Regions from separate parts of the Delphinus delphis genome. Here region 1 is linked to region 2. A link is a contact called in public Hi-C data. All regions are on one chromosome and are shown on one strand. The core of a region is the stretch at or near the end of the contact, and the rest is flanking DNA. Distances in the headings are between cores, read along the strand shown.

The links. Hi-C and Micro-C count contacts between places; a contact is called where the count stands out from the background.
Region 1: a Hi-C map of lung shows a contact between it and region 2, with 5 times the contacts expected there. The contact joins the promoter of RPL26L1 here to the promoter of BNIP1 in region 2. A contact is called at or near these places in 2 of 3 Hi-C or Micro-C datasets (lung and muscle).

The regions. Positions count from the first base shown.
Region 1 is chr3:24,891,389-24,897,989 of mDelDel1.2, reverse strand. RPL26L1 (ribosomal protein L26 like 1) reads left to right here and starts at 5,276. Exons shown (of 4, transcript XM_060006791.1): 1 at 5,276-5,352; 2 at 5,682-5,858. The coding sequence starts at 5,691.
Region 2 is chr3:24,759,942-24,766,352 of mDelDel1.2, reverse strand. BNIP1 (BCL2 interacting protein 1) reads left to right here and starts at 3,095. Exons shown (of 6, transcript XM_060008377.1): 1 at 3,095-3,185; 2 at 5,918-6,010. The coding sequence starts at 3,102. It overlaps CREBRF (CREB3 regulatory factor), which reads left to right. Exons shown (of 10, transcript XM_060008375.1): 10 at 2,909-2,996.

The DNA of each region.
Region 1 (6,601 bases), core at 4,027-6,526, 130 kb before region 2:
GAGCGCAGTCTTGACCGCTGGACCACAAGGGAAGTCCCGGACCAATGTGTTTTAAGTTGATGTAAAACCTTTAAGGTATATGTGTGTCATTTTTATGACTTCTCCCTTGAACCAGTTCTTTCAGTTACCTAACCAAGTACAGACTATCGTGTTTTCGTGCAAGAGGATTTCTCAATCAGGGCTCATGGTGCAAACCCAGAGAGGTGTAGGTGACGGTTTGGGGGCTGTGGTGGTTCAGGCAGAAAAGGCTTCTCCTGGGGAGGTGTTGCAGCTGCAGAAGAGGTGAAGTCGGAGAGGTGCTTCGGTGAGGAGCGACCCTCACATGCTGAGCTCACACTGCTTGGGCTCGAGGTGGGGCTGTGAACCTTGGGAAGAAGTGGGGTGTGGCAGTGCGGCTCATGAGTGGCAGCTGTATAGTTTTTATAACTAAAAGTCACAAATTTGTTTTTTGTTCTTGCCCGAAACAAAGGTACACATTTTCTCAATGTGCCAGGGCACTGGCGGTCCTGATCCCTTTTTAAGAAGCTGGTTCCTTAGCTGCTCCAGCAGGTAGATGTCGCGGTCCAGAAATGTGAGGGGGCCTGTGTGGAGAACATTCACCCAAGACCCTCCCCTGCCCTGCCCCCCAGCAGTTGTCTTCTGTCAGTTTTGTGGTGATGAGGTCATGCACTTTATTCTGACCAAAATAACTTATTTTTATCTCAACTCTGGTAGTAATAGCTACCAAGAGTTAGGCATTCTCCACGTGCCAGGCAAGGAGTGCTTGTTCAGGTCTTGTCTTTTTTAATCCTCACAGCAATCCTACAAGGTGGCTGTTACCTCGTTTTTAGGAAGAAGAAAACAGAGATTTAAGTAACTTAGTCACAGAGCTAGCACGCGGTGAAGCTGGAATTCAAACCCACGTCCACCTGACTCCAGGGTTATGGAGAATTGTATGGTTCTGGCTTACTCGCCACAGTCATCTCTGTCAAAAGGCTAAACCGACCCCCCTACCCCCCCAAAAAAAGGGGGGTGGGTGGGAATTGAAAGTAGTGAGGGTACTGTCGTTTTCTGTTTTCTTCCTTTTAAACAGCCTGCAGGACTTCCCTGGTGGCGGATTGGTTAAGAATCTGCCTGTCAATGCAGGGGACAGGGGTTTGATCCCTGGTCCGGGAAGATCCCACATGCCTCGGAGCAACTAAGCCCATGCGCCACAACTACTGAGCCTGCGAGCCACAACTGCTGAGCTCATGTGCCGCAACTACTGAGGCCCGCGTGCCTAGAACCCGTGCTCCGCAACAAGAGAAGCCACTGCAATGAGAAGCCCGTGCACCGCAATGAAGAGTAGCCCCCGCTCGCCGCAACCAGACATAGCCCACGCACAGCAATGAAGATCCAACGCAGCAAATAAATAAATAAATAAAATTTAAAAATAAAAAATAAATTCAAAACAGCCTACAAAAGAAAGCCAAGTTGAACATTGGGGATCTTCTTAAGCAAAAATTTAAAACCCTTACAACATGATTTTAATTACACAAATAATACATGCTCATAGCTCCACTGAAGGAAAGGCAGAAAAGAGCAAAAAGGGAAAAATTAAAAAGGAAAGTTAAAGTTACCCATAATCCCACTAATCAGGGATCATCATTGTTAATGTTTTAGTGATATTCTTCCGTAAACAAAATCGGATCATGCCGTTAACATTATTTTGTAGTTTACTTTTTTCCTCACATAATGGACACCTTCCAATGTTACTAACAGTGGATCTCCTCATTATCTCATTGGCTACCAGGTAACAATAATCATATTGAATATCTCATGGTGGATCACATTCAGCCTCTGCTCCCATCTCATTCAGAATCTCTTTTCTCACCTGTAACAGGGACAATTTAAAGGGTTGTTTAGCAGAATAAATAAGGTAATGTTCATAAAGCTGTTAGCACAATGTGTGAGTAAAATGCTCAGCCTAATACAACTAGCCATTATTATTCACTCATTTAAGAAATAATAATTTCTGGGAATTCCCTGGTGATCCAGCGGTTAAGACTTCGTGCTTTCCTTGCCGAGGGCCCGGGGTTCAATCCCTAGTCAGGGAACTGAGATCCCACAAGCCGCGCAGCGTGGCTTAAATAACTAAACTTTTTCTTTTTTAAAGAAATACTTTCTACCATGTATTAAGTGCTTACTTTGTGCCAGACGTTGTGCTGAGGGTTCATTGAATCCTGACACCAAACTGATGAGGTGGGTACTCTCATCATTCCCATTTCACAGATGAGGAAAGTGAGTGACCAAGAGGCTAAATATCTTATCCAAAAGCTCCAGAGCCGGGAAGTGGTGGATATCCAAACCCAGGCAGCCGGAATCCAGGGCTCTCACACTTTCCCACCACATCACCCTCTGCCTTGGAGACATAAAAATATTTTCCTGGCCTATCCTCTGAGCCCGGCACTGTGCTAGGCCCTGGGGCTTCTACGCCAGTCCCTGTGCATGTTTCCAAGGTAGGCATGAAGCAGGATAGTAGCCAATTCTAATAAATCCTTATTAGAACGACAGAAACCCTGGCTGAGGTTCTCTCACCAGCTTATCTGGCGATGTCCTTGTAGCTGTCTTAATTCTGTTGAGCCACAGGGGGCAGAGGGTAGGGGTAAAGAAAAGCCTTACTGCCCTGGTTGAGCGTGAACAATCTTGATAATCTTGGGTTGTAATGATCTACCCTCACATGGCTGCCCCTCACCAGTGAGGCCCTGTGCTCCTTGGGAGCAGGGACGGGACTTCACTCCTCCCCAGATCTCTTTGATCTAGCCCTGTACCTGTGGCTCCACGTAGGTATCAAATAAATGGTGAATAAATTAATGAGCAAATGGATGAATGTGTGGGTAAATGGCTTAATGAATGTGATAGGGAAGTAATGAATGAGCAGAGAAGGAGCCAGTGAGCAAGTGAATGAATGACTGCATGAATGAATGAATTCATCAGGGGGCTTTGGTCTGATGAACACTGTGAGGGCTGCTCTGAGAAGCCCTCTATGACCATCTATGTGCACTCGGTCACAATGGCGTCTGCCCCTGCCATGCCCATGAGAAGTGTCTTCCTTTCTCCCCCCCAGATTTATTGAGATATAACTGACCTATAATATTCTGTAAGTTTAAGGTGTGCAACGTGTTGATTTGATACACTTACATACTGCCTCATGATTACCACAGCATTAGTGATCACTTCCAGCACCTCACATAATTACCATTTCTTTTGTGTGTGTGTGTCTGTGTGTGGTGAGGACATTTAAGATCTTCCTTTCTCATGACTGTTCCCCCCACGTCCTTACTTTTGGAGCCTATAATGGGTGGTCTTTCAGTTGCTATTGCCTCAACAAATTTCACCCCGCTTACTGCTGCTACCCTGGCTTCTGCAGACAGCCCAGGTGTAGCCATCCTCCCTGAGTCTGAAGGCCAGAGGGCTCCAACACTGACCTCAGGGGATCTGGAATTAAACCTTAAACAGCACCCAGCAAGTCTAGAGATCAAGCCAGATGCCACTGTTGATCATGAGGATGAGTAAATGCTGGTATTTCATAATTTCATCACCATATGTTAGGGAACACCCAAACTGGGAGAGAACAGGGGACCTGCCTGAGTCAGGCAAGTCTTTCTTTTTTTTTTTTTTTTTGGCTCCACCGCGGGCATGCGGGAACTTAGTTCCCCCACCAGGGATCATCGAACTCGTGTCCCCTGCAGTGGAAGCACGGTGTCTTAACCACTGGACCGCCAGAGAAGTCCCATCTCTTCTTTCTATCTGGCGTCTGGTACAAAGTAGGCGCTCAACAGATATGAATTGAATGAGTCAATCCATTCAATGAATCCATTCAACCAATCACTGAGAGCCTCCCGCACAGCGGAGCCGGGATTGGAGGCCTCTCATTCCCAGAGGCCGCGCAGAGGGACTCTCAGTCTGACGAGAGGGGTGGTGCCGGCGACACTGGGTTGCCTACCCCAGGCGGGAGGCGGAGCTCGGGCACCACCAGGCGGGGCGAGGCGGGGACAAGGTGGGCAGGGCGGGGTGGTGGGGGCCGGAATGAGTGGGGCGGGGCAATAGCTACAAACCCGCAGGCGCGCTAGTCTGCAGAATCCCGGCTGCCCTAGCCGGCTTTTAAAGAAGACTCTCAACGGAGTTAAAAGGGGAGAGAGAGCACAGCTTCAGTTAGCATGGCGCATTGCACGTGTTTACATCAAACACGGAAAGCTTACAGTTTGCGTCATTGGGAGTTAATGGCAAAAGTCTGACTCTGGTGAGGCCTGTCCTTAGGGCTGTCCTGGAGCAAGGCCTCCGCTCTCTTTAGGAATAATAGGTGGCTGTAATTGAGCGCTATGCGCCAGACACTGTTCTAAACACAAGAAACGGATTAACTCATTTAGTCCTCGTAACAACTCTATGAGTCATCTACTTAAGATCATCCCCATTTCACAGATAAGGAGCCAAGGTCCAGCAACGTGAAGAGGCACTTGGGTTCAGGTCTCACTACAACTCCAGCTCTTCTAAAAAGGGCTAGAAGACTGGGGTGAAATTTGTTTGTTTGGTACGCAGGCCTCTCACTGTTGTGGCCTCTCCCGTTGCGGAGCACAGGCTCCGGACGCGCAGGCTCAGCGGCCATGGCTCACGGGCCCAGCCACTCCGCGCCATGTGGGATCTTCCAGGACCGGGGCACGAACCCGTGTCCCCTACATTGGCAGGCGGACTCTCAACCACTGCGCCACCAGGGAAGCTCTGGGGTGAAGTTTTGCAAAGCCAAGTGGTTGGTTTGTAATGACGCTCAAACATGCGTGCGCCTCAAAATCTTTGGTGAGGGGAAGTGCTTGCTCTAAATTCAGAGCCCCAGACCCCGACCTAACGCTGTCTGATTCTGCAGGGCTGTGGTGGAACACAAAAATCTGCATTTTGAACAGGCTCCTCGGTGATTTTGAAGAAGCAAGTTAGCCGATTGCATTTACAGCAATGTTAAATCATGATGTTAAATTACCCCTACCATACGCCTAGACGACCTCTGCGGAGGGTAACGGGCAAAGAGTTTGGGGTAGGAGAGAGACTACTGATAATGTACCTATTAAAAGAACATCAACAAGCCTTTATTGCAGGCCCTACAAAAGTGCCCCTTCTCCCCAGCGGCACGAAGTCACCGGGTTCCAGGCATGACTCCCGGAGCCGCCTAGCGCTCCCGTGGCCCCCGAAAACGAGGCACTGCGATCCCACCCCATGCCGGAGGGGACGCTATTCAGTTTCGTTCCGATAGGAATGGAGCATTGCTTTCTTTCTGCGCTTGCGCGGCAAGGAAGCCTCACTTCCGGCCTTGCGCGCCCAGGGTCTGAAACCTGCGGTCGCCAGGTAGGTGAGTGCAGGGGCTGCCTGCCTCCCTGGAGGTGTCTCTGCGGGACCCCGAACCGTGCAGTCCGAGCCCTCCTCCCTCGGTTAGCCTCAAGGTCCCAGTGCCACCTTCGGCCCAGATCCGTTTAGTCAAGCATGTGCTCCCCACGCACGCTTTCCTCTGTGTAACACCCAGACCCCTCACATCCTTCGTTTTTCTTCAGTCGCCTTCTTCCGAGGCCACCTCCCTAGAGCCCTTGCGCAGGGATGGGAGAAGTGTCCCGGATGCAGAGAATGCCCCGGTACCCCATTGAGCGTCCCTTCTCTCTCTCCCTTGCCTTTCTTTGCAGACCGTCACCATGAAATTCAACCCCTTCGTGACCTCGGACCGCAGCAAAAACCGCAAACGTCACTTCAATGCCCCCTCCCACGTGCGCAGGAAGATCATGTCGTCTCCACTCTCCAAGGAGCTGCGGCAGAAATACAACGTTCGCTCCATGCCCATCCGCAAGGACGACGAGGTCCAGGTATGTGTCCTCCGGGCTCTAGTTACCCAGCTGCGTGGCGCTCGGGCGCCGCCTTTGCCTGAGAACGTCGAGTGTGCTTGGACGTGGAGGACTGGCAGGTAATGTGAGCCTGCAGATGTGTTAGACCGGAGATGGGGCCCAGAGTCACCAGAGAGCGCCTGTCCAGCCTAATTTAGAGCATTCCAACTCAATTCTTTAATAATAATAATTTGAGAAATATACTGTACCAACCAAGCAAAACTCTTGTTTTCTTATTTTGTCTGCGGAGGCTGCTAGTTTGCCAGGCATTACCCAGGGTGGCTATTTGAACCAGACTTTGCAGGGGAATGTTTTGCAATAAGAGTAGGGTCTTGTTATCATTGAGTTTAGTGGAAGCTGGGCATTTGATGGTGCTGGACTTGGCAGGGAGAATGGAGAAGCAGCAGCAAGTCAGAGGCCTGAAATTGTGAGAGTACGGCCCATGTGAGAAGGTATAAGCCCTCTGTTCTTTGTGCCTGGAGCTTAGGATTAGGATGTGTAGTAGAGAGGGGAAGTGAGGGTGAGTAAAATAGACAGGGGCTATGTTCATTCCTTGAGGGAATATTTATTGAGCACTTACCAGGCAGTGTTCCCTAGAACACTAACAGTGCACAGGACCTACAGGCCCCTCTTAAAACCTCAGCACTATTGACTTCTTGGGCTGGATAATTCTTTGTTGTGCTGAGCTCTCCTGTGCACTGTAGGATGTTTAGCAGCATCCCTGG
Region 2 (6,411 bases), core at 1,846-4,345:
GCACCTTAGAGAGAAAAACATTAGTTGGGAAATACTTTAATATCCCAGCTGAAAGGTTCAGAATAGGAAGAAGGCATTAGAAAGTCCTAGAAGGCTAGGGTGGCATTCATTAAGCCCCTGCTAGGTGCTTTCCTATCAGGGAACTCACCTGCTGCTCTCTGTGGCCCAGTAGGTGGGTGATCGTGTCCATTTTACAAAAGAGACTAGAACCAGATGCAGGGACTCACCCCAGACCCAGCTTAGGTGATACAGAACTCCAATTCAAATGGCAATCTGCTTGCAGCACTCAGAGACAATCCGTACCCCTCTGTAAGGGACCTGGCCAAGTCACTGGCAATATTTGGATGGATGTCTGTGTAGGAGGGAGATAATGGGCTTAGGGTCTGCAAACCAGAAAGAACTAAAGCCAGAACCTAGTAGATGCAGTAAACAAAAGCTAGTCTCAGGATCAGTAGGTAAAGGTGACGGAAGCAAAACAGCATTGGCAGTAGTCAGTGATGGGGAGTGCGGGTCACCAAATTGTATATCTATCCCTCAAAGATGGCCTCTAGCTGAAGGCCTTAGAATTGAGTCTTTTTTGTTAGAATGGAGTATGTTGGAGGGTGGAGAAAAGAGGAGCTATGTTTTCTCTAATTGCCTCATGGAAATGCAATTGGTGACTGTTGGTTGCAGAGGACTTTCCACCAAGTAGCATGATGGGAAAGGGGCTCAAGGTCACGTGGGCCTATCTACTGCGTGCAGAGTTTGGGTTTCTTCAGTGTCCTGAACAGGGAGCTTCTACTTGAGGATCCAAAACGTTTGACCTGAAGAATGTCAACCTCAGTTTCTTTAAAAGGTTTTAATCTTAAAATGTCTCCAGGAATGAACTTAAAAGAAAATGTACAAACTCTGAAGAAAACATTAAAATACTATGAAGGATACAGAAGACGACTTGAACAAGTGGAAAGATAGACCAAGTTCTTGAATAGGAACAGTCAACGGCATAAACCTGTCAGTCCTCCTAACTTAAATGAACAATTCAGTGCCATCCCGATAAGACATACCAATACGATTTCAAAAAACTAAAGTTCACATGGGGAAAAAAGTGGGGTGTTCGATCCTAACAGATATTAAAACACATAAAACTAATATTAAAACAGTATCATTTTGGTGAATGAATGAATAGGCCAACAGAATAGAATGGAAAGTATAGAAATAGATTCAGATGTATTTATATTTAATTTATATATTATAAATAATATTAATGTTATTAATTTATATATTATTTATATTTAATTTATATGGTAAGTGTGGCATCTGAAACCAGTGAGAAAAGGATGGATTGTTCAGAAAATAGTGTTGGAACAACTGGGTAACCCTCTGGAGAAAGTAAACTTGGCTCTGTATCTCCCACCATAAGCCAACACATATTTCAAAATGGGTAAAGATCTAAATGTAAAAATAAAATTTCAAATAAAACTTTTTTAAGGCCCAAAACACCATAAAAGCCAAGTCAAAATTCTGTAGACTAAGAGACAAAGCTCATTTCTAAGGGCAAATCCTCCTACTATCTAAAGAACTCTGGGAGCTGATATGAAAAAGACTGACAACCTAATAGAAAAATGAGCAGATAGTAAAATAAATACAAGTAGTTCTCCATTCATGATAAGAGAAATGAAAATTGAAAGATGGCATTTTTCACTTAATCAGATTGGCAAAAATCCCAGTGTTTGTTAACACACCGTGTGTACGAGGCCGTGAGAAAGCAGGCATTTGTACCACATTGCTGGTGGGAGTGTAAATTGATATAACTTCTATAAAGAGCAATTCGGTAGCATGTATCAGAATTTTAAAATGCATATATCCTTTGACCTAGCAATTCCATTTGCTCTAGGCAACTCATTATCTCTCTGTGCCTGTTTCCTCATCTGTAAAAAGTGGATAGCTCTACCTCACAGGGTTGTTGTGAGAGTTAAGTTAGAATGATACATATAAAGCACTTAGTACAAAGTACCTGGCACAAGGGAAGTGCTCCACAAATGTCAGTAATATAATAATAGTCATGTGCATTGCATTCTTACGATGTACCAAATTACTACATTGTGCTTGGTGCTTTTTATGTATTACCTCTTTTAATCTTTCAGTCAGTGCTGTGGTCACCAGCATTTAGCCTCTGAAGCACAGAGATGTGAAGTGGGTTGTCAAGCAGGATTCAAGCCAGGGCAGATGCCCAAGCCTGCAATATACAGCCTGTTTATTAGGTGCAGTGGGGTGATGAACACCTTAAGGGAGGGTGTTCCCTCCAAGGCTACAGATCCAAAAAGAGCTTGAAGAATCCAGGAAGGAGACAGGGCTGTGTGGGGTACCTGATGCCCTTGAGGTTCAGCTAAGAAATTTGGACTAGTTAATAAAAATTCAATGAAAGAGCCTCCATCTGTTGAGGGTCTGTTCTTAATTATTTCCATCGAAACTACTCCAGCGAGGTAAATTTATTAAATCCAATTGTACACAAAAGGCAACCACCAGGAGCCAGTGAAGGGGTGTAAGCTGGAATGTGGCTTGATCAGTTGTGCGTTTTAGGAAGATCCCTCGGACCGTGGGCTGGACTGACAGGAAGTACCCTAGCAAACTGCTTTGAATTCCGTACATTTAAAAAAGTAATGATAACATTTGTCATTTTTTTCTTTCACTCCACAATTTATATTCACTGTAGAAAATATGAAAAATACAAGAAAGTTTAAAGAAATATAAAAAACTGTTAATTCCACCTTCCAGAGACATCCCAATTGATACTTTTCCTCCAGTTTTTTTCCCCCCTCTATGCAAAAAATATGCAGTCATTAGAGTGACTGATGGGCGGAAGATGGGGAGAGGCCCCTGTTAAAGCGTTGCTGATAATTCCCTCCTCTCTTTCTCTCCGTCTTACCAGGTCCACACCAAGGGGCCGACTGATTTCTCCCACGAGTCAGGGAAAGTCCACACGACTCGGCGCTACCACCCTCGCTCGCCGCAGGCCGGTCTCTAGGGGTCGCTGCCGCAAAACCCGACGGGGAAGAAGGAAGCCGGTGCAAAAACGCGTTGGAATTTGGGCACCGCGGCAGCCCGTAGCCGGCTTTCCCAACATGGCGTTTCCCCAAGACGTCCACGTCAGGATCTGTAACCAAGAGATTGTCAAATTCGACCTGGAGGTGAAGGCGCTTATCCAGGTACTAATGCCCCGGACCCCCGCCGGGGTCCAGTAGCCCTAAACCCAAGCTCCACTGGCCTTCTGTGAGCTCGGCGGTCTCACTCCCGAGCTTTTCCCCCTTGGTCCCGTCCCCTTCGTCCCCTTGACCGTTGGCCTTGATACTCCATCTGGCTGCCGTTGGCTCGCCCTCTTCCGGGACGCCCCCTCCACCTCAGCCCCGACCAGCCTTCCCCTTTGTGGTCCCTCCCCTACACACCTCTGGCCGTCGCCTCGCCCCCACGACAGCCTCAAAGCTTACCTGTCATCCTGCTTGGCCCCGCCTTCTGGCACCGTCCTCTCCATCCTTTGGTAGCGTCCTGGAAGCCATTAGCCTCGCCCCCTGCTGGCCAGCTCCCTGGGTCCGATGCCCCGTGGCACCAAAGGCCACCTGGCATGGGAGGCACCGTTCGTTACGTGAAACGAACGTCACCTGGACCGTAGTTGAGATTGTTGTAAATGAGGAAATCGAGTCTGCCTGGATCAGAAAGCAGATACTGGCAAAACTGGGACCCGGACAGGGAAAGTCAGTCTGTAGAAAAGACTTAAGAGTCTACTCTTTCCTTTAACAGATGGGGTAATTGAGGTCCTTTGCCTTAAGCCAATTTTAAGGGTAGAAGGTAGTATTGCAGTAAACCAATTGGCATAGGCAAGAGTTAGGAATGTAGAAATGGTTCCTTGAGTTTAGCAAAAAGAAACCAAAAGTTTAAAACCTTCCTTTTAGGCAGATCGTTTCCATTTCCAACAAATGTTACTAAACATTCTATGTAGACTCAGAGTTTGCAACTAGCTGTCGTAAAAGGTGAAGGAAAGTAAGGCTACCCACGGAAATCAGATGCAAAATAAACCAAATTAATAGCTTATTATATGTTGCAAGGACTGTGATTTAACGAGTAATCCAGAGAACAAGTGAGGCAACTTGATGCAAACATTTAAACGTCTTGAACTTCACATTTCCCATGTGTAAACTACAAAACATCTGGACCAATTCTAGAAAAATAAATTTAAGATTCAGAACAGATGAAATTGCCTTTTCACATAATCTAAATTGCTTAAGCGCCCTTTTGCACTTTCCAACATTTGCATTCTCATGATGAGAGCAATTGATGATAGCTAGATTTAGCCTACTCTTACTGTGTTCCAGCTCCTCTGCTAAGCCCTTTACATAGGTACCTGGTCTGTGAAGTGGGTATGTTGTGATGAGGAAACTGAGGCACAGAGGACTCTAACTTTCAAGGTTACACAGCTAATAAACTGCTACAACCAGAATTTGAATCCACATAATCTGGCTCTAGGGCCTGCTTTAAAACCTGGCCCTGGGATGAGGTCTCCATAGACCTCTACGAGCTGGAGGAGGAGTATTACTTGTCTAGCTCAAGTCTTTGCGAAGCTAATGGTCTGCCTCTGTGTGAAGCTTACTGGAGGCTGGACCTCAACACAGACTCCACTGACGGCCTCTCAGGCCCTCTGCCGGCATCCCCAGAGCCCAGTGCTGGCCCCCTGCGGGCTGCAGCCCCTGCCCACTCCCACGCCGGTGGCCCCGGCCCCATGGAGCACGCCTGAGCCTCCCAGGGCTCCCCTCCCCGGGCCTCTAGGGTCTTAGGAATGAAATCCAGTGCTCCCCTCTGGGCCCACCACAGCCTCAACTCCCTTCAGCCTTGGGGAGCCGCCATGGCCTCTTTGGGAACTGTTTCAGCCCAGGGACAGCCCACCTAGGAGTGTTGGGGGAGAGCAGTGCCCCCAACCATGCTGGGGTGGCCCATCCTTCCTCGAGTTGTCACCCCTTATTTGCTACCTTCCTGGCTGGCTGGATGGAAGGAAGTTTCCAGGATAGTTTGTCCTGTTGAGGACCTAACAGCGGGGCAGGGTTGATGCCCAGCATTGGGAGACCTGACCTGAGCATGGTGTTTACAATGGCGGGGAGGATGGAAGTGCTCAGAGTGGACAGTACTAGCCAAGGCCAGGCCCCCATGCAGAGCTCTGCCCGCTATCTTGCCCTGAGGCTCTCTGCGCTAGCTGACTGCCCCTGCAGGGCTGTGGGGAAAAGGGGGCTGCCCACTCTTGCAGAAGTCAGGTAGGGTCCTTCCTAATTCCGCTGCTGCATACATTTTGGTTATTTTTGTAATGAGACTGTTGAATAAAACCAGCTCTGCCCTTTTGCAAAAAAACCCCAAAAAACAAAGACAAAAAACCTGGCTCCGGTAATTTTGAATGTCCAGAAACAAATTCTAAATCTACCTTCAAACATGTTTATAAACAGTGTGATTTATAATAGATGGTTTGTAAAATTAGATTGAGAAGTTAATCTTGGCATATGAGGCCAGGAATTTAGCATCCTGATTTTCAAGTTGGAAAGATCTAAAGTTATAGTATCTCTTTCGGATGTTTATTCTTGTCAGATGTATAAGCTGCTTTAAGTCTTTCATAGTGGCTGGGTGGCGTTTTGTTAAGCTTCAGGAACTCAGAAGTCAAGACAATTTTGTTTCTATCTATGCCTTTATGTTGCTTGGTCAGAATTAACCTAAAGAGGGATGAGAAAATGTAAATTATAATGTTTTTGCTTGTGTTGCAGAGGTAAACAGCAAAGATCAGGATGAATTACAGTCAGTAGGCCAAACTTAGTTGTGCTGTAAGCCAACTCTCTCACTGTACAGCTGGTGTCATTTCATTGCATTGTCTTGAGAAAGACCTCTTCATCTCTTCAATGTCTCCTAGGATATTGGAGATTGTTCAGGGCCATTAAGTGCACTTACCGAACTGAATACTAAAGTGAAAGAGAAGTTTCAACAGTTGCGGCACAGAATACAGGTGAGTGTCTGCAGAGCTGGGATGCTGAAACTGGGTAACGATGAATGGGGCTTGGAACTGGGACTAACTTCTGCTCGAGAGCTGTCCAGGTCCTTCAGTAAATGTTCAGATGGGAGTAGTAAACGTTTAGACAGTGGAGGTAACTGTACTAACCTGCTATCCAGGTAGAGATGAGGGACTTCTGAATGCACACTGCCAGCTATGTTACAGGTAGATAGTAGGGACACCATTGTCCTGGGAATTTTTCAACTTGAAAACTCTGAGGTCACTTGCATTACTTTCTTTTCTCTACCACTCTCTCCAACCCATCCACCTCAATCCATTAGCAGTGTCCCCTGGTTTTTTTTTTCCGTGCTGTCACTTTGCCCAGCCTCTTCCTCTCTGTTTCTGTAGTCTCCAAT